Regions from separate parts of the Sus scrofa genome. Here region 1 is linked to region 2. The links are chromatin contacts, called in public Hi-C maps. All regions are on one chromosome and are shown on one strand. The core of a region is the stretch at or near the end of the contact, and the rest is flanking DNA. Distances in the headings are between cores, read along the strand shown. Region 1 overlaps SPATA6L (spermatogenesis associated 6-like protein). Region 2 overlaps RCL1 (RNA 3'-terminal phosphate cyclase-like protein).

The links. A called contact is a pair of places that touch in the nucleus more often than the background predicts.
Region 1: a contact with region 2 is called in a Hi-C map of liver, with 6 times the contacts expected there. The contact joins two enhancer-like sites. A contact is called at or near these places in 2 of 47 Hi-C or Micro-C datasets (epiblast stem cells and liver).

The regions. Positions count from the first base shown.
Region 1 is chr1:217,345,692-217,348,778 of Sscrofa11.1, reverse strand. It overlaps SPATA6L (spermatogenesis associated 6-like protein), which reads right to left. Exons shown (of 13, transcript XM_021064067.1): 12 at 2,069-2,171. The coding sequence ends at 2,082. Among named protein-coding and RNA genes, the nearest start is that of CDC37L1, 59 kb to the right of the region's middle. Within about 2 kb of position 1,403, at least 6 of the 83 cell types and tissues checked have an H3K27ac peak or open chromatin away from gene starts, as enhancers often do. A contact at or near this core is called in liver, where this site is marked.
Region 2 is chr1:217,146,474-217,149,424 of Sscrofa11.1, reverse strand. The region is part of intron 8 of RCL1 (RNA 3'-terminal phosphate cyclase-like protein); the gene reads left to right. Among named protein-coding and RNA genes, the nearest start is that of MIR101-1, 4.9 kb to the left of the region's middle. Within about 2 kb of position 1,609, at least 24 of the 83 cell types and tissues checked have an H3K27ac peak or open chromatin away from gene starts, as enhancers often do. A contact at or near this core is called in liver, where this site is marked.

The DNA of each region.
Region 1 (3,087 bases), core at 154-2,653, 200 kb before region 2:
TAAAGAGAAATAAATGTATTCCAACACCTTCCACACACTCCCTAGTCACACAATTGGATTCACTGTTTCTAGTCCAAGCAGCCAGGAGATAGGGACAAGGAGTAGAAACCTGCTGGGTCTTCTCCCAAATGCTCCTCTCCAGGGCTGTCTTCTCAGTGCACAGGGGTGACTCTAGTTGTCCCCTATTAGCTGCTAGACCCTGCTTGTTTGGATCTTCCCTAAATTCACCAAGAACTCAACATCTTTCTATCCAATGCCCCGTTTGCTTAACATGAGCCAAAGTCACCTGGGTTCTTTACACCATGAAAACTTTCACTAACACAGTCCTTCAGAACCCAGCCTCACCAGGAATCCATGACTCAAATGGGGTCTGGAAGAGATGGTATGGAGAGCTTTCAGCGAAGGCATATGAACATATTCCAAACCACTGGGTGGGAACTCATGTTATAAAGGAAACCTATTTCCTAAGATAGAATTTACTAATTTTTTTTCTTACCTTCTCTCTAACCCCTTACATCACAACCCACATATCAGCTGGTTCAGGGCTTTATGTAACTTGATGTTAGCCATGTTGAAAGTTAACACAATTTGGCATTTGGTAATCATGTGGGTCATGTTCCCCAGGTGGTAATTATGTGGGCTGTGTTCTGTACAACCACCTAATAAATGCCCAGATGACTATTTTGGCGACCAGCGATTAGGTGGCCCAGAATCATCCTTTAATCTACCAAGCAGAACGTTCTAAGGTAGAAGCCTACAAAATGGGAAATTACTGAGCTGTCCTCCACATTCCTTTGGCTGAAGGCAGGGAATCCTGGGCATCCCTGGACAAGGTGACTTGTGGCACACTCCCTTATTGTTTAAAAAGAGCTGTAATTATTTCAGTGTTGCTAGAATGAGGGACTACATGATACAACACTACAGGACTTTCATGCGGGATATTCAAGAGCAACATCCATGAGCTCTGCTCGGGTTCCAAAGGGCGCAGAGGCCTTTCTCCTCAGGGTTCTAGTACATACTCTAGGTGTATGGAACAGTGGAATGTAATGGTTAAAAGCATGGTCACTGAAGCCAGATTACCTGGGTTCAGTGACCATGTTACCTTGAGCAAGGTACCTAACCTCTCCTTATCTGTAAAATGGAACCCATGATAGGACCTACTTCATAGTTCGTAGGGTTGTTGTGATAATTAAATATTAACTCATTTAATACAAGTGAAGTATTTGGGCTAGTTCCTGGCACTCAGGAAGCAGTTAACAAGGAAGAGCTATTCTTATCTTGTGCCTGGGTAGGATCGGAAAGAAGAGAAAACCTGAGAAATGAGGACAGCCCACAGTGTGACCAACTTCTTACCACATATCTGAATTTGAGAGTTGCCTCATCACCTCATTCAACAGTCACTCAAAAAATATTTACTGAGCACCAACCACAGTGGAAGGTCATCTGATGCAAGGGTGGTGACAGGACAGTGGGGGGGGGCAGTTAGGTTCTTGTTTAGGGTACGTGGTTTAGTTCACCTAGGTTAAATGGGATCCCATTGTAATGCTGGCTGTAAAATAGTGAGCAGGACAACAGAGGCCCTGACCTCGGGAACGTTTTTGATCAAGTAGAAGGGACAGATTTTTAAACAACTGACCCACATAAAAATATAACAAGCTGTGTCATACTTTACAAAAGAAAAATACAGGGTGCTAAAAGGTGTATGTACCTCAGAGAAGGAGGGAATGCCATGGAAAGTCATGAGACCTGAGGATAAACAGAAGAGATCCAAACAGGATCAAGAAAAAGTATTCCAGGCAGAAAGCACATGCAGAGGCCCCAGAGCAGGAAAGAACTTGTGTTCGAGGAGCTGAAAGAGGGGCCATTATGTAAGGGGAGAGAGAGAGAGAAGGGTATAAGAGGAGGCAAGATTGCTGGCAGACCAATATTATATCGTGTGAAGGAAGAATGTGGTTCTTATCTCCTCCTCAAATTCTGTCCACCACATCTTCTAGTTACTTCATATTGACAGATGGAAACTGAAATTATTTTAACAAATCAAGAAAAGGCATTTAAGCTGCTTACTTACGTAGGACAGCAGCTTAAAAAAATCTCTGCTCATGCACTGGGTATTTCTTCAGAGGGTAGCTTGGTCTTTCAAGGATATAATTTACTTCAGAGATGGAGTCTTCCTAGGTACAACAAAAACAAATCCAGCAATCAGATTACTCATAATATAATCTAGACCAATGATATCCAGATGTGTAGTTTTGCATTTTAAAGGCCTATGAATCCCATATACACCATATGTATTCTGTTCATGATACATGTGTGTAGGTAGATACTATTTCTTTTTTTCCTCCCTCTTTCGTTCCTTCCTTCCTTCCCTTCCTTCTTTTTCTCTCCCTTTCTTTCTTTCTTTCCTCTCTCTTCCTTTCTTCTTTCTTTCCTCTCTCTTCCTTTCTTCTTTCTTTCCTCTCTCTTCCTTTCTTCTTTCTTTCCTCTCTCTTCCTCACTCCCACTCTCCCTTCCTCCTCCCTCCCTTCCTTTCTTTTTACATTTTACAGGGATTCCCTTACTGAAACGATTGAGAATTAACAAAGTAAAGCAAATGACTTTGCAGAGTGGCAATAAGGTAATTCACCATCCTGGTGACGAGAGTAATCAATATTCGTTTTTAAGTATGATCCTACAAATCTAAGATATGCCAGCATTTAAAAGTCACGATGACCAATTCAACTACAAAGCATGGTGAAATCCAACCACGAGGGGTCACTGTTAACCTTCCATTTGAATTATTTTGAACTGCTGATAGGTCACAGCTAACAGCTGCACATCTTCGGTAGACAAAGTACTGGGTATGTGTTTCTATGGGTCAGAAACACTCCCCTCGCCCCCATAAAAGTCAAACAGTCAAAACACATCAGTATGACTGGGTCACTTTTCTGTACAGCAGAAGTAGACACAACACTGTAAATCAACTATAATTTTTAAAAACCTTATTAACTTTATGGAAAACTTTCTTCCATGTTCAGAGCTCACACAGACCACACACTTCCCTAGATTCTTCCCTGGACTGGGATTCCTGTCCAGAGAGGAAGGGAATGA
Region 2 (2,951 bases), core at 360-2,859:
AAGAAGTTTAAATGCTGCAAAGCCCTGTTGCCTTTATTATGCTGTTTGAGCCGCAGAACATGTTTGGCATAAGGTAAAAGCAAGTGATATCTTTAACTTTTCGGATGAAAAAGAGAGGGCAGTCACCTGCTAATAGTGAGTTCTTGGCTGAAGTTGATGTGGGACTCACATTTCCCGAGAGTGCAGCTAGCCTGGCTGTCTATTTCCTGCTGCCTTTTTAATAGGGTTTAATAACTTCATTCTTGGAGCAGAGATCAGCTGGGCTTTGGGAAAGCTGCTCTTTGGCAGAAAACGTACCTCCAGTATGTTTAAAAGCTGCTGTGTAATGGCTATGGGAGGCCCCTATTGAGCACATTTCTTTTCCCACCTTCAGATCTTCCATTTCCTCAACTTGCAGAGCAGCTCCTTAGACCTGTGAGGTTGGTAACCCCAGTGTCCTCGTGGCTTGGTGGAGCAGGAGGAGGGACCCTCTGACATGGTTTGTGTCTGTAGAGCTGACAGTGCCCACCCGGGATCCCTTTTACTTCCACTCTCTTGCAGGCTTCAGATTGGAGGCCTAGTTGGAGTGGCTGTGTTTTAAGGGACAGGGCCAGGCAACCTGGCAAGTTCCAGGCAGTTGGGATCCAATGGGCTGATGACCGTGAGCCCAGTGGCCTTCACCTATTGACCCACAGTGGTGGTGGGAACAACCTGCTCTTGGAAAATACACAGGAAAAATCACCTCTGTGCTCCAGAATTCTCTGAAACCTGCTTGTCAGATGGACTGGAGGCTTTCATGAAAAGTAGGTTATTGGTGTTTTGTTTTTCTGAAAATAAATCACTTTGTTCTGCCAGGGTAGTGGGGGAGTCAAAAAAGCGCACTGTGGACACTTCTCTAAGTCAGGAGTTCAGTGCTACATACATAATCCCTTTGCCTAAAATGGTTTGTCTGAAAAGCTGCCAGTCACACTGCGGGAAGTTATCTCTTTGGAGGAGTGGAGTTGCCCTCTGTGTCTTGTGGGTGTCTCTTCTGCGTGGCTCTGTGGCGTGCTGTTGTGTCTAGACAGTGTAGATCTGCTGTATGGTATTTGGAAGGAAAGGGAAGGGGGGTGGTGCCTCATGGGGCCAGCATGCAGCTGTGGCTGTGCAGAGCTGTGGGGCAGTGGAGAAGGAGGTGGACTGGCACTGTACATGACTTTGTTCACCTGCATATAGATGTGGGCAAGCTTATTCTATTTGGTTTTCATTTTCTTAAGGAGGGTGTTAGGATTTAATATTGTCTGCAGTTATTCCTCAGCTTCTGAGCGTGTTTGCTTGTTGATGTCCCAGCTACAGGACAGGATGGGGAGGATGGGCTGGAGGTGGGAGGGCATCATGAAACGTACCTTCATCCAGTCCCTTACCCACTCTGCCTCAGACAGGCTGAAGGCTTGGGCTTGGCAGAACATTATGTAAAAAGTGGAACTGACTGCTTTTTCTGACGATTCCAAAGGCTACAAATACCCAAAGCTGCAAATACACAGGTCTGCACACTCAAGCCTGTGTTTCTCCTCTCCTTCTTGCAGAGATCAGAAGCAGGCCCAGCCTCTTAGGAATTCTGCCAGCTGGGGAGGGTGTCTGGTTTTCCCAGCACAGTTGAACGATTCAGAGTGAAGTAGGCTGGGCAGACTCAGGGAACAGAGCGTGTCTCTGGCCTCTGTTAGAACTGAGGTAGCAGCAAGAGGGAACGGGCTGTTTTCTTCCTTAGAATGCAGACGAGTGGGTGAGATGGCTGGCTTTTCCTGCGTGGCTGCCAGCTGGAAGCTTTACCTTCAGATGTGGACTGTTTATCTGTGGGTTTGGTGTGTTTGTTTTCTTTTTTCCCTAGGGCAGAGTTGGGAAGGTTGTGAGGCTGGAACAAAGAGCAAAAACCTGAAAATTTTAGTTGGTTAGTAAAATGGGAAATCCAGAAGGGGATGAATCGACTTCCCTTAATTGCGAAGAATGTTGAAATCATTTCTCAAAAGTAGCCCTAACTCCCAGATTTTCTTGGGCACCCTGTTGTTGAGTGCCATATATAGTGCCTAGCAGGTATAATGGGTTAAGGTCATTGCCCTGGAGGTACGTAAATAATTTACCAAGAGGAAGGAGGGAACAGTTCTGAGACAGCTGTATATGCCTGCTTCATTAGACTCCAAAAGCAGAGCCAAGAATGCTATGGAAATCCAGAGAGGTTATTGGCTAGGGAAGGCTTCGTAGAATAGGTGGCAAATGGGATATTATTTTAAATTTAGATGGAGCTGATGTAGCATGATCCTAGGTGGAAGAGAGAGCAAAGAAATGAGGGGTTTTTCACCGAGCATGTAGCAGTCACCAGGACCCTACTCTCCAGGGTAGTTAGTTTCATCTCTCAGCCCCTACTTCAGGCAGGCAGGGTATATGGACTGAATGGTTCAGGCCTTCTTTTCTCCTTTTTGCCTTTTCCCTCCTTTGACTAGAGTAACTAGGACACAGACAAGAGAGGGTGGAAAATGCATTGCAATGGGCTTTCTACTTAGTTTGGTATAAGCTATGTGAATGTGGAAGGCGTGGATTAGTTCCTTTTTTAAAAAACTTCAGTTATTTCAAACAGCTTTAGATACAATTCTCATGCCACATAGTTCACCTGTTAAACTGTGTAGTTCAGTGGGTTTTTAGTATATTCACAAAGTTGTATAAATACAGTCTTATTTTAGAACATTTTCACTACCCCCAGAAAGAAACGCTTTGCCCATTCACAGTTGTTCCTATTTACTCTCACTTCTCCTAGCCCCACCCCAGGCAACCACTAATCTGTTTTCTGCCCCTGTAATGGGTTTCATGTAGACTCAAATAATATTTTTATTTTTCTTACATATATACCTAAGAGTGGAATTGCTGGATCATACATGCAGTAACTCCTTGTGTAACATTTTGAGAAACTGTCAGACTGTTTTCCACAGTGGTGGTACCCA